Regions from separate parts of the Zea mays genome. Here regions 1 and 3 are each linked to region 2. A link is a contact called in public Hi-C data. All regions are on one chromosome and are shown on one strand. Each heading gives the region's core, a stretch centred on a gene start, on an enhancer-like site or on the middle of the called end of the contact. The rest is flanking DNA. Distances are from core to core; before and after follow the strand shown. Region 1 holds the start of LOC103626441. Region 2 holds the start of LOC100280697 (cyclin-A2). Region 3 holds the start of LOC103626442 (protein kri1).

Region 1 (4,013 bases), core at 556-3,055, 170 kb before region 2:
GTTGGAGAAGCATTGCCACGATCTTATCAGGTTTTTGACATCAGGGTGAGTTGCTCAGGATGTCGAAACATGTACTCCCTCCGTCTCAAAATAATATTTATTTTAGCTCTTGGTTTTATGTGTAGATGATGTTGAATCTAGCTAGACACATATAAAAACATAATGAATCTATTAATTATTTAAAATGAGAGTACGTTCTTTCCGTCTGGTTGTTTGCATCGTTCTTGACATTTTTTTCTCTTGTTCTGCTCACGGCAGCAATGGTAGTGGTACAACAGGGCATACTATATATAAAAAGAAGCAATGAAACCTGCTACTCAACACAACAGTAGTACATATAAGTCTGGAATTCTGGATCCAGCCAGGAAAATCGCCGGTGCCACGGCAGATACTCCTACGCCATGACCGCCCACCACCAGATGAAACTGAAGCCTAGCAATGAGGACGCGCCAGTCATGCTCAGGCGACGCGCCACGCCGCCTCCGTTGGCTGTTGGTTTGGCCACTGACCAAGTGAACGGCAGCAGAAAGTTCAGGTAAGACTGGGCTAGTATCCTTGTATTCTTTCTTTTTTATCAGAAACAGAAGTTTGGAGCAAGAAAAAAAAATCTGTATTGAACGTCTCTTTATATAGGTACTGTGTGTGGTAGCAGTTAGCAGTGAAGTGGCAGCAGTACCTGAAGAAGAGGAGGAGGAGGTGGAGGAAGCGCTGCCGGTGGAAGCTGAAGATGCAGCAGTACTGCCGTCAGTGGCTGAGCCTGCAAGCGAAATGAGATCGAGATCATTCAGGATTTCAGGTTCAGCATCATCACAGTGTGTGCTCCTACAACTGTACGTAGTTAACTAGCGATCCGAGCTTATCATCTGAGACGTGATCACAAGATGAGCTGCTGCGGAGATGTGGCACACGATGACAGGTCATGATTCTGCTAGTAGCAGCCCAATTAATGAGATCCAGATCTTGGAGAGGTTTGGATCTCATTGTGGTAGCCAGTTGTGATCGAATGAGTACTTAGCAGCAGCAGCGGCGGCAGCGGTATGAAGGAAGACGACACGCGATCTAGCTAGCTTTATACCTCCGGCGGCGGCACAGGCGGAGGCGTCGGTGGTGACGTTGCACCGCCGGGCGAGGACCAGGCCCTGCTCGGGCGCCACGCCGAACGCCCGCAGCGCGGCCCTGTTGAGCAGCATGGCGCAGAGGCACGCCGTCTCGTTGGCGGCCGCCTCCCTGAGCGGCCCGCAGCAGGCCGCCGCGGGCGCCGCCGTGGACGTGGAGTTGAGGTACCCCGTGCACGGCACCAGCTTCGCCGCGCACGACGGCACCGCCGTCCCCTGCGCGTCCGAGGATGGCGCCAGCGCCAGCGCCAGGCAGGCCACGGCGGCGGCCAGCAGGCGGGCGGCGTTCTGCTGCATTGCTGTGGTGGTGGTGCCCTGCTGCTGTAGACTGTAGTGCTGTCTGGTGTTGATGTGCTTCCGGGCGAGCGCGGGACGCTGGGGTTGACTACTGAGGGAGGGGGAGTGGTCTGCGGGGGGCGGGAGTTTATGGAGGGAGGGATGGCGCCGCGGCGGTGCGATCGGCTGCGGCCTCGGGTCCGCTGGGCCGGGTTGGTGGCGTGCCAGCGAGGCCGCGTGGATGGGACGACGTACGGGTGGTTGGCAGGACGCCCGTGTGCCGGAATCTATGCGCTGTCTGTCCGGGCTGCCGGCCGCGCGCGCGCATGGCGGGTGCAGTGGCGCACGGCCGCACCGCACGCACGCCCCCGCGGCCGCAACGGCACGTCGACAGCGAGGGCGTGGCGAACTCATCACGTGGGAGACAGGAGGAGACTCGTGTGATGCTGCCCAGTTGCGTTGCGTACGTTCATGTGCCAACCGGCACGTTACACTTACAACGGCACCATCTGCTCTTCATATTCCGCTGCGTCCGTTTTCTCTCTCTCTCTCTGTCTCTCTCCCTTTTCTAAACCACAGCACAGACACACCACACATGTCCCCACACACATATACACGAACACAACCGTTCACCACATCTAATCACACCTCTGTGTAGGGCACATATATAAAGCCTGGACCGAATGGATCTAAGATAATAATAATAATAAAACAAAGCACAATGAATTACGTATAAATTTGAGAAAGAAGTGCGCTGTGGCTTCATACTCAAAAATAACGGGCTCCATTGATGCATGCCTAAATCTGCGATTGATGCGGGCAGGGCCCGGCCCAACGCGCGGGCCAGGCCAGGCCATGTTTCTTACGGAGAGCGACAACCGAGCCAGCGCATGATCGGAGGCGGCCCGGCCGGCAAGGGCATGTGGGCCATTTACATATATACACTTGGCTCAATCAAAACATGATAAGTATTTGCCAGGTATCACTGTTACTGTCACGAATAAATGTGGGTTTTATGACTAGCAACGTACACACACGTGCCTCCTCCTGCTCCATGCGAGAGAATAATGCATCATGCATGCTGCTAACTACAAAGATCTCTGCATACTAAACTTTTGGTCCACTAAGAGTGTCAACACTTCGTTTGTTCCATGTAATTAAGATAATGCATCATGCGACCGGAGACGATAGGTGGTGAGCCGGGAGGCGCTCCTCGCGGTGGTGATGTAAAGATAAAGCGTCGTATGTATGCTTGAACAGCAGTAGCAGTAGTGTTGGTCGAAGAAGCAAGCAGTGGAGCATCGCACTCTCACCAGCCGGCAGCAGTAGTGCTAGCTAGAATTCACGATCACGTGCGTGTCTTCTTCAGCAAATCAACGCCGTTCAGACCTAACGTAACAGAAACTCTCTCTCTCGTCGCTTTCTCTGTATCTCTCTTCGCTAGCTGCTCGCAGCAGTGGGTCACGTACCTACGCGATTATTGGCGCCGGCAAAATCTGAACTCTTGAAGCGAAAGCGAAAACCCAAACCTCCGGGCTCCGGCCGGCGCTTTCAGATCCTGTGCTGCCGTTTGCCCGTTGGTGCGTGCGTAGTGCTGAAAACGACAGATCGATGAGATGAGATGCTCGGTAGTCGGTACTGCTACGTACTACTACTACATGCATCGTTGCAGGTTCGGCGCCGGAAACTGTGCGACTGCCGGCCGGGTGGAGTACACACGTCTGTCGCCAAAGACTATACGCACACACGTTGCTAGCTAGTGCTACGGCAGTCTACTGCTCCCTCCGTTCGAAAGCTAGCAGCAGTAGATACTGCACAACAACAGGTCAAGAGCTAGCTAGCGGCCACCAAACTGGCTAGCGTCGTCTAGATCGATCGGTCCGCGTGAAGCATTTGACTAGTGCGAAGCAACTGGTATTCTATACCCGTTTCTGCCTGAAAGTTGGATGGACTAGTTCGAGTCTTCAGGAAGAGGAAGAGGAAGAGCTGCTAGTGCTAGCGTAGCGTTGAAGAAATTTGTTCGGTGTCTTTAATTTGTGTGGCCGGCCAAACCCACGACGCGTGTGTGTGCTAGCTAGCTAGAAGTAACCGCTGGGGCGGGGCGGGCTAGTGTGTGTGGACCGAACGTTTTTAGGCCACATCCAACCCATTCACGCAATTGTTTCTTCAATGTGTGTATATTAGAATTTCAGAAGGAGTACAAAAAGTGCTATGATGCATAGGGGGAAAAACAAGGATAGAGGTATAGAGGAAAATAGAGAATAAAAGATGCGTTGGAAAAATAAAAAAATGTATTAATTAAAAAGAAGAGAAATGTGTACTCAGAAGTAAGAATAATGACAACTATTTAGGAAATGAATTTTCAGAAGGAAATGACAACTATTCAGTTGGGGAAGCAGGTGCATGTGCCGGCCGGTGGCGCAGGGCAGCGGCGAAATGTGCCGCCAGCATTATTTTCATACCGAAGGAGAAATGGTCCATCATATTAGGCCAGTCTTACGGAAAGATTTTTATGTCGCTATTTTCTAGGAATCTTCTTTTGTCGAAAACGGCGCAGATAAATTTCGTCTTCGTAAAACCTGTTCCATTCGTGTGAAAACTTTATCTTAATTATCTCTCTTT
Region 2 (3,899 bases), core at 320-2,819:
TTATGGAGCGGGTTTAGCAGATATGCAGGTGTGTATATTGTTTTCTTTACCCGCTAAAAAATAATCACATGATCTATTGTCCTATCCTTATCCTTATCCTTGCCCCGGATATAAAACCGCGCCAATATCCACATCCATCTTGTTTATTATCTACGAGCACACAATTATTTCATGTATGTTGCCATCTGTATTTCTAATCCTCTTGAACATTACATGTTGAGGCAAAAAACTTCTCTGAGGCCTTGACCTTTTCCTTGGTCTCCATCTTATAGACTCATTGTAGCTTCATGAATGTGATTTCTTTGCTGATAGTTGTGAACTCATCGCCTCTACGAAGGAACAATGTGATATCACTCTACCACAATTTGGCTTGAGGCTTCGGATAATCTTGAATTCGCAACCGTCGAGACCTGAGTCTATATCACTGATACAAAATTAACACGATGTTTAAGTACACAAGAAAAATATAATGCAACGAGTGACCAAGATCCCTTGTTACTCATACTTTCATCACACCCAGAAGTCTTACGTTCTCCCTCCTCCTTTGGCACTAAAGAACAGAGTCTTACGCTCTCACACCCAAAAGTCTTACGCTATCTCCCCTATCCTATTTGCTATCTCTTCTACTATTTCGAATTCTCTCGCTAGAAAGGTACTCAAGGACACCATCGATGGAAGTACAGGCTTGAATTGTCAGTAGGGATGGCAACGAGGAATTCCCCATCAGATTTTAGCTCCCCATCCCTGTTCCCACGATGAAATTTTTTCCCATTGGTGATCCCCCACGAACACTTGCTGGGACATTTTTTCTCCATCCCTTTTCCCCACAGGGTTAAATCCCCCCGTCGGAGATCTCTGTCCCCGTTTAAATTATAATTATATCGTACTTCATTTATTGTTAATGTCAAACATTGTCACTTCTATACATTGTTAGATTAGATGCACAAATCATCACGTGTATATTAAAATGAACATATTTGTACAACAATGATCTTTTGACAAGGTAATTATTTATTTTTATTATTGACTATTACATGAAAACATTGTCACATATAAGTTTAACGGGTCCCTGCGGGGCACGGGGATGAGGAATGCTTCTCCATCCCTATCCACGTTTACCCGCCGGGGGAGATTTTTTTTCCGTTTATATCCTCATGTGGGAAGAAAATCCCCCACCCCTATCACCTAAGGGCTAGTTTGGAAACTTAAATCCCCTTCGGGATTGAAGGAGATTGGAGAAGAAAATCAATCCCCTCCAATCCTGAAGAGGATTTGAGGTTCGCAAAGTAGAGGAATTCACCGCGGGAAATCGTGGAATCGGATCCCATTGCCATCTCTAATTGGGAGCCTGTTCACTTGATGTTGGGCCTTTGGCACGGCTTGAAGGAGACCATATTTCCTACTGGCCTTACAGCCCAGTAGCCCACGCTACCGCCGCCTACCCGGGCCGACGCCGCGACGCAGATCTCCAGGGCCAGGGACCACTTGGCGTTTCAAGACTGGGAAACGGAAACGGACAGCGCATTCAGCACCGGCCGTTCGAATTTTGAAACCCTCACCGAGTCCATCCATTTTTTCCCTCTCCTCTCTCCTCCGCTCCTCCGCTCCGGTCTCCGCCCTCCCTCACCTCTCCGTCCCAAAAAGGGCAACGAAATCCAGACACCGCTCCCCATCTCCCCTTCCTTCCTTTCCTACTCCCACACTCCCCCACCCTCCACTAGTACTAGTACTAGTACTAGTACCACAACCACCCCACCGGGAAAAAACCCAACAAGGGGTAGGGCCGCCGCCGCCGCCAGCGCCGCCGTGCAGATCGCGGCCGGATCTACGGCGCTGGGGCACGGGGGTCCCCGGATCGACGACGCCTCCGCCGAGGGTGAGCCTAGCTTCCTCGCCTCTTCATCCCCGGCCCCGCCTTCACGTCGGGTTCTTGTGCGGGCTTCTTCCTCCTATTCTCGCTGCCTCCAGGAACCTAGGGGGCTAGGCTGTCATTCTTGGAGGGGAGAGTACTCTTGGGGCTTGGGACGGGGCCAAGAAACCCTCTTGCGCCGGCCTTGACTTGACCGCCCCAAGATCGAGGACGAACCATTCTCGTTCTTTCTGCGAATAAAGCTTCTTTTTGGTGAGATTGTCCTATCCTGGACGGCTGGGTGCTTGGCGGTACCGTCTAGCGTGCCAAAGAATCGTCGACGCGTTCCCATTGCCGCATTACAAGAGCTTTTTCGGCGGATTATGTGGTCTGACCATGGTGCATTCTTGATCCGGATGTTGTCATGTGTCGCGGACTCACTGTTGCACCGTTCGTTTTAATTTCACAATGTGAACGCAGCAGTTCCTCAGAGATCCAAATAGGTAATCCTTCTTACGATGTGTGAAGAGATAATTTTCTTCTAAAAAAGGAAAAGAAAGAAAATTGGGGTGCAGATTTGCCACACAAAAGGAAATACAACTGGCCCAGTCCAGAGCTTGGATTGTTTATGTTCAAATTGTGGGTTTCTCATGCTTTTTCTGTAGAATTCCAACATGAGCAAGTAATGCGTTTAGATGATTCCGACTTGAACAGGCCTGCTATGTGGTGTTTATGTGATTGGTATGCCCTGTACTGTGCCTGTTTGTTCCTCCTCTGACTTACAAGTTTAATACATCAATGGTTTGACATTAAATCTCTTGAATACAAATATGATTTCATTTCAACTTTCCGACGAGGTTTTGTTAGAAACTTTTACAACCTTGCTCTTCAGTTGTTGAGTTTTCCACCATTTCTCGTGATTCCTAAGTGCATAGTACTGTTCACTTGTTCAACTCCCCAATACTATACCACAAGCCACTTGCATGAAGTCACATAGTCTTTTTATTTTACAACACTCAGGTTCGGATGGCTATGCGAAAAGAAAACCCTGTGCTTAATGCTTGTCAAGCATCCAATGGCCGGATCACGCGAGCTCAAGCTGCTGCAAATCGTCGAAGCTTTGGAACTTTCCCTTCTGTTCCATTGCCTGCAAAAACCGAACGAAAACAGACTGCACAAGGGAAGGCAAAACGAGGTTCTTCATATGACAACACCAGTGCAAGTGTTGCACTTTCAGGCCCCCAGCCTAAAAGGCGCACAGTACTCAGGGATGTGACCAATTTGAGCAATGCTAACTCTAACAAAAGTTTTGCTGCTGCACCGAAGCTTCAGGTATCAAGATGTTCCAAACATAACTGCATTATCTTGCAATGAATTCTTGCCGCGTACTGTTTTCTTGACATTGCAAATGTAGTAGAATGACAAGGTTAACTCTATTTTTTGTTCAGACAAAGCCCTCTCTAAGGACTGGAAGAACCGTGAGCAAAAGCAAGCCGTGCGCAAAAAAGATTCCTAAAAAACCACCACCAGCTGGTAATGGAAGTGCATTGACTAATGTTTTGAACATTGCTGAAGAAACACAAGCGGAGAAGATTTTGGCAGAGAGAGTGGAACCCGTTCTGTTGCTTGAGAACAGGGGGCCACTTTCATTGCAGAATGTTGAAAGGAACAGGGACAGTGCTTGTCATGAGGTATTCTTTGAGGAAAGAAACCTCAGGGATAAATGTGAACCTTCTGTGTCAAAGAATGGTCAGTTCCATTTTGTTTTTGAGCTTTAACATTCGCTTTTAAAAATTGGCTAGCATCACAGCCACACTGAGTCTGCATAATGTTCAAGGCTTTTCTTACCTTAACATGTTACACAATGCAGCTGGCAGCCTGGCACCCTTAGTTTTACTTGACTATAATCTTAATGGTCTTTAATAGAGTAGTAGAAATTTGAAGAAACTAAAGCTTGCTGTTAATTTTCTCTGTTTTTTCATTTCTGAATACCTGTAGATAGTCTTAACGTTTCTGATTAGTGGCCATCTGCTAAAGATTCTGTATTTTC
Region 3 (4,087 bases), core at 1,139-3,638, 180 kb before region 2:
TCATGAAGTTAGCATCAACACGACAACACGCCATAAACACATCTGCCGCACGGACATTCAGCTTCCGCTACAGCATCGTCCCACCAGGCCACTAACCACATCATTGAGGCGCTCCCAACAAAATAGGCACGTTGTTGCGAAATAGCAGCCCTCCAAATCCAGCAAACCAACCCGCATCCCACAATCGCGTCATCGACACATAGGATTAGAAAGCCCCATCTCACCACACAAATCTAATCATCTAGTATTATGTTTTTTAGGGAAAAAATGCCAGGCAGCGGCTATTAGCTACCAGATTAGATCAAATCAAAATGAGACCAAGTCTACGATCCAGATCGCGTCCCGCGATCCAGCAACCGAGCGACTCACCCGAAAGAGAAGAGGATGCAGCGAGCTGAGATCCGCGTGATCCACATGAGCCGGCGGCGCCACGCCGGCATAGGCCCGCCGCCCACCCGCGGCCTCCCGTGCGTGTCCGCCCACCCGCGGAGAGCCACCCACGTGGCCGCGTAGCCGATCGCGATGGAGAGCCCGAACAGTGCCAGCCGCACCAACGCGACCGGCAGGAGCAGCAGCGTCCTCGACCACGCGTACACGCCGCCGCCCCACGCCGGCGTGCCGTTGCGGAACGGGTCGGCCGGGGACGGCCCTCGGTCCCTCGGCGGCCGGTCCTCCGAGAGGAACGCGAACGGGTCCCCGCCGCCGTCGTCGCAAACGGAGACCGCCGCAGCACCGTCGCTGTCGTCGTGGTGGTGGTGTCGGTGGTTGGTGGCGTGCCCGTTGGCGGCGGGCGCGCGCGCGATGGAGTCGGAGAGCAGGGGCGTGGAGAGGGAGGCGGGGGCTAGGCATGTAGAGGCCATGGACGATGAGGCTGGCTGTCGCCGGAGACAGCGGCGGGGAGGGAGGGAGGGGAGGCGAGCGATGGACGGCCGGGAGTTATGGCTTTTATTTATCAAAGCGAAACGGAGGCAAAAGCTATAGCCGGCAACAAGGGAGTCGCTGTTTTGTATGTGGTCGCCGTTTCGTTTTTGCTATTGTCCCCCGCAGTTTCATGAGTACTTATTGGAAATTTTAAGAATCGTTTCGTTTTCACCTGTCATGTATTTCCTTCTTTTAAAAACTCCACGTGTCTTTATGTGTTGAAATTTCTACTCCTTTCCTCCACATAATTTAGTCATTTTAGAATTATTCTAAATCAAACTATGTAAATTTTGACGAATAATAGATAAGATTACATTATTTTAAACTAAAAGAATCATATATTATAGTAGTTCAAGTCATAATGACTCTAGTAGTTTTATTTTTATATTGTAAAATTTTATAAAATATCTTATGTAATCGGTCAAAGTTGATAATAGTTGGCTTATGACAAATTAAAACGACTAAATCATGTGAACGGAGAGAATATGTATTATTGATTTTAAAAAATAACATTAGATAAATGCACGAGCAACATTCCTCGTACTTAAATGAGACATAACGGTGGTCTGTATGTTCCAAATCTAGACCTGCAATGCACTATTTTCATAAACTTAGAGATGTATGATATATTATTTAACCAGTTCAAGAACATAAAACTACAATTTTAAAGTTTATGAATCTAATCGACATCTCTTAACAAATTCAGAGATCACTGGTATGAACATACTCATATGACTCCAAATAAATAAACATTATTAGGATATTATTGAATGGCAAGTTTTATAAAACTAATAGTTTTTATAGGTGTTATGTGTTTCCTCTGTAATAAAGTATTTAGACAATGGAGCGAAGCTCAAGGCAACGTGTGCGACGACGTACTGCACGTCTGTACATACGGCGAGAGATCCATCCTGCTTGCACATGCCAAATGGGATGCGTGATCCGATCTCAACCACATCCATGCCGTACGTGAGTCAATACAAATATAATCACATCAATCATGCGAACCAGCAACTTCTAAACAAATTGCTTTTGCTTTTATTTTTGCTTTTGCTTTTGTATTTGTAGGCGAACCTAAGTTTAGTTTTTTTTGGCTAATGACTACGCCGACGGTGTCAATTCAGTTGACAGTTATTGCTGCTCCTACGACGGAGCACCGCCCAAACATATAATAATAGAGTTAATTATTATAGGTGCGTGGTGCGTCACGCACGCACGACGCCGACCGGGCGTTCGGCAAGTTGCTACACAAAAGCTGAGGTGCTCGTCGGGCACGAGGCCACTTGCTCCCTGCTGGGCCGCGAGGGGCCGGCCACAGCGATCTCACTCGGCACCGGTCGGCGTCGCGCTCCAGACCAGTCCACACAAGTCCGATCGAAACGCCTCGTCAGTTTTTTCCTCGTAAAAAAAGGTCGTTTTTTTTCGTTGGACAGGCAAACGTTAGTATTTTCTTCTTCTTTTGAGTAAGGCAAACGCTCGGCACGGTAGTACTGCTACACTTGGGCTTCTGAAGTACTGTCAGCCCATGGGTCGTCCTATTCCACGAGGCCCAGCCCAGTTTACCAACGTTGCGCGCAAGATATAATAGTCTCGGCCCGTGTCGATTCCATCGATTAAAACCCTAACCCGAGCATCTTCCACGCCGCCGTTGTCTCGCCGCTTCCAGCCGTTGCTCGCTGAAGAAGATGGGGAGGAGGAAGAAGTCCAAGGAGATGGAGAAGAAGCCGCTGGACATCCTGTCGGGCTCCGACGAGGACTTCGACAGCGGGGAGAACCTCTCCAAGATCCAGATCAACGAGGAGTACGCGCGTCGCTTCGAGCACAACAAGCGGCGGGAGGCGCTGCAGCGCCTCGAGGAGCGCAGGAAGCAGGGCCTGGTCCCCGCCTCCGACGACGACGAGTCGGAGTCCGAGTCGTCGTCGGAGGAGGAGGACGAGGCGGCCGCCATTGCCTCGCGCCTAGTCGACCGCCGCATGTTCGAGGTGATCCGCCGCATCCGCAGCGGCGATCCCCGCATCCTCGACAAGGACGCCAAGGTCTACTCCTCGGAGGAGGAAGGCGGCGAGGAAGGTGAGGACGCCAAGAAGCAAGAAGAGTCCAAGCAGGAGAAGGAAAAGACCAAGAAGGAGAAGCCTCTGTACCTCAAGGACGTTAATGCCCGCCACCTGCTCGAGGAGGGCCCCGAGTTCGCAGCGCAGCCCAGCCGGAGCAGCAGCAAGTTCGAGAGGATCGCTTATGACGAGCAGCAGAAGAAGGGATTGGAGGCTTTCCTTGAGGCACAGAAAGAAGCATTAGGCGATGGTGGAGACGATGATGGCGATTTATTCCAGGTGAAGGAAAAGGCTAGAGCAGGAGCTGACGACGAAGCGGAGGAGGACGAGGAGGAGAAGCAGACAAAGGACCTTGCTGGTGAGGTCTTTGGGAAGGATGAGGAGCTGGATGAGAACGAGAAGTTCTTGAAGGAATTTTTTCTTAAGAGGCCGTACCTTGAGACAGAGAAGAGTAAGTCCTATCTAGATAATATCCAGGAATTGTCAGATGAAGAGGAGCTCGAGATTCAGGAAGAGTATGAGCATGCTTATAATTACCGGCATGAGGAGGCCATGGCATCAGGGGCAGTGGTGGCGGATCGGGTGTTGGGACATTCAAGGGTTGTTGAAGGTTCGGTGAGGAAGAAGGAGAGCAGCAGAAAGCAGCAGCGCAAGAGCAAAGAGGAGCGGATGGCCCGTGTTAAGCAAGAGCAAGCAGAGGAGCTGAAGCATCTCAAGAATTTGAAGAAGAAAGAGATTGCAGAGAAGCTTGAGAGGATCCGAATGATTGCTGGGATTGAAGGAGATGCTGCTTGTAAGCTTGGTGCTGATGACTTGGAGGAGGATTTTGATCCGGAGGATTATGACAAAAAGATGCAGGAGATGTTTGATGATAGTTACTATGAGGCTGATGAGGTTGATCCTGAGTTTGGAAGTGGTGAGGAGATGGATTTGGAGAAGCCGGATTTTGGCAAAGAAGACGAATTGCTTGGGCTTCCTAAGGGCTGGGCTAGTGACCATTCAAAAGAAGAGTCTACTGCCACTGATGCGAAAGGTGAAAAAGGGAAGATCTCTCTCAAAGACAAGGTGGAGCTTGAGAAAGAGATGGAAGAGTACTACAAGTTAGACTACGAGGA

What was found. Hi-C and Micro-C count contacts between places; a contact is called where the count stands out from the background.
Region 1: a contact with region 2 is called in a Hi-C map of ear, with 8 times the contacts expected there. The contact joins the promoter of LOC103626441 here to the promoter of LOC100280697 in region 2. A contact is called at or near these places in 17 of 25 Hi-C or Micro-C datasets (bundle sheath, ear, endosperm and 4 more) and 1 of 3 datasets of contacts at active chromatin or transcription factors (leaf).
Region 3: a contact with region 2 is called in a Hi-C map of tassel, with 4 times the contacts expected there. The contact joins the promoter of LOC103626442 here to the promoter of LOC100280697 in region 2. A contact is called at or near these places in 8 of 25 Hi-C or Micro-C datasets (ear, endosperm, leaf and 3 more).

The regions. Positions count from the first base shown.
Region 1 is chr5:61,836,454-61,840,466 of Zm-B73-REFERENCE-NAM-5.0, reverse strand. It overlaps LOC103626441, which reads right to left and starts at 1,805. Exons shown (of 3, transcript XM_008646849.4): 1 at 1,076-1,805; 2 at 677-757; 3 at 151-504. The coding sequence starts at 1,805. The coding sequence ends at 395.
Region 2 is chr5:61,670,112-61,674,010 of Zm-B73-REFERENCE-NAM-5.0, reverse strand. LOC100280697 (cyclin-A2) reads left to right here and starts at 1,569. Exons shown (of 12, transcript NM_001153616.2): 1 at 1,569-1,876; 2 at 2,870-3,181; 3 at 3,298-3,598. The coding sequence starts at 2,876.
Region 3 is chr5:61,855,226-61,859,312 of Zm-B73-REFERENCE-NAM-5.0, reverse strand. It overlaps LOC103626442 (protein kri1), which reads left to right and starts at 2,388. Exons shown (of 1, transcript XM_008646850.3): 1 at 2,388-4,087. The coding sequence starts at 2,607. LOC100191712 reads right to left here and starts at 936. Exons shown (of 13, transcript NM_001137141.1): 1 at 370-936. The coding sequence starts at 860.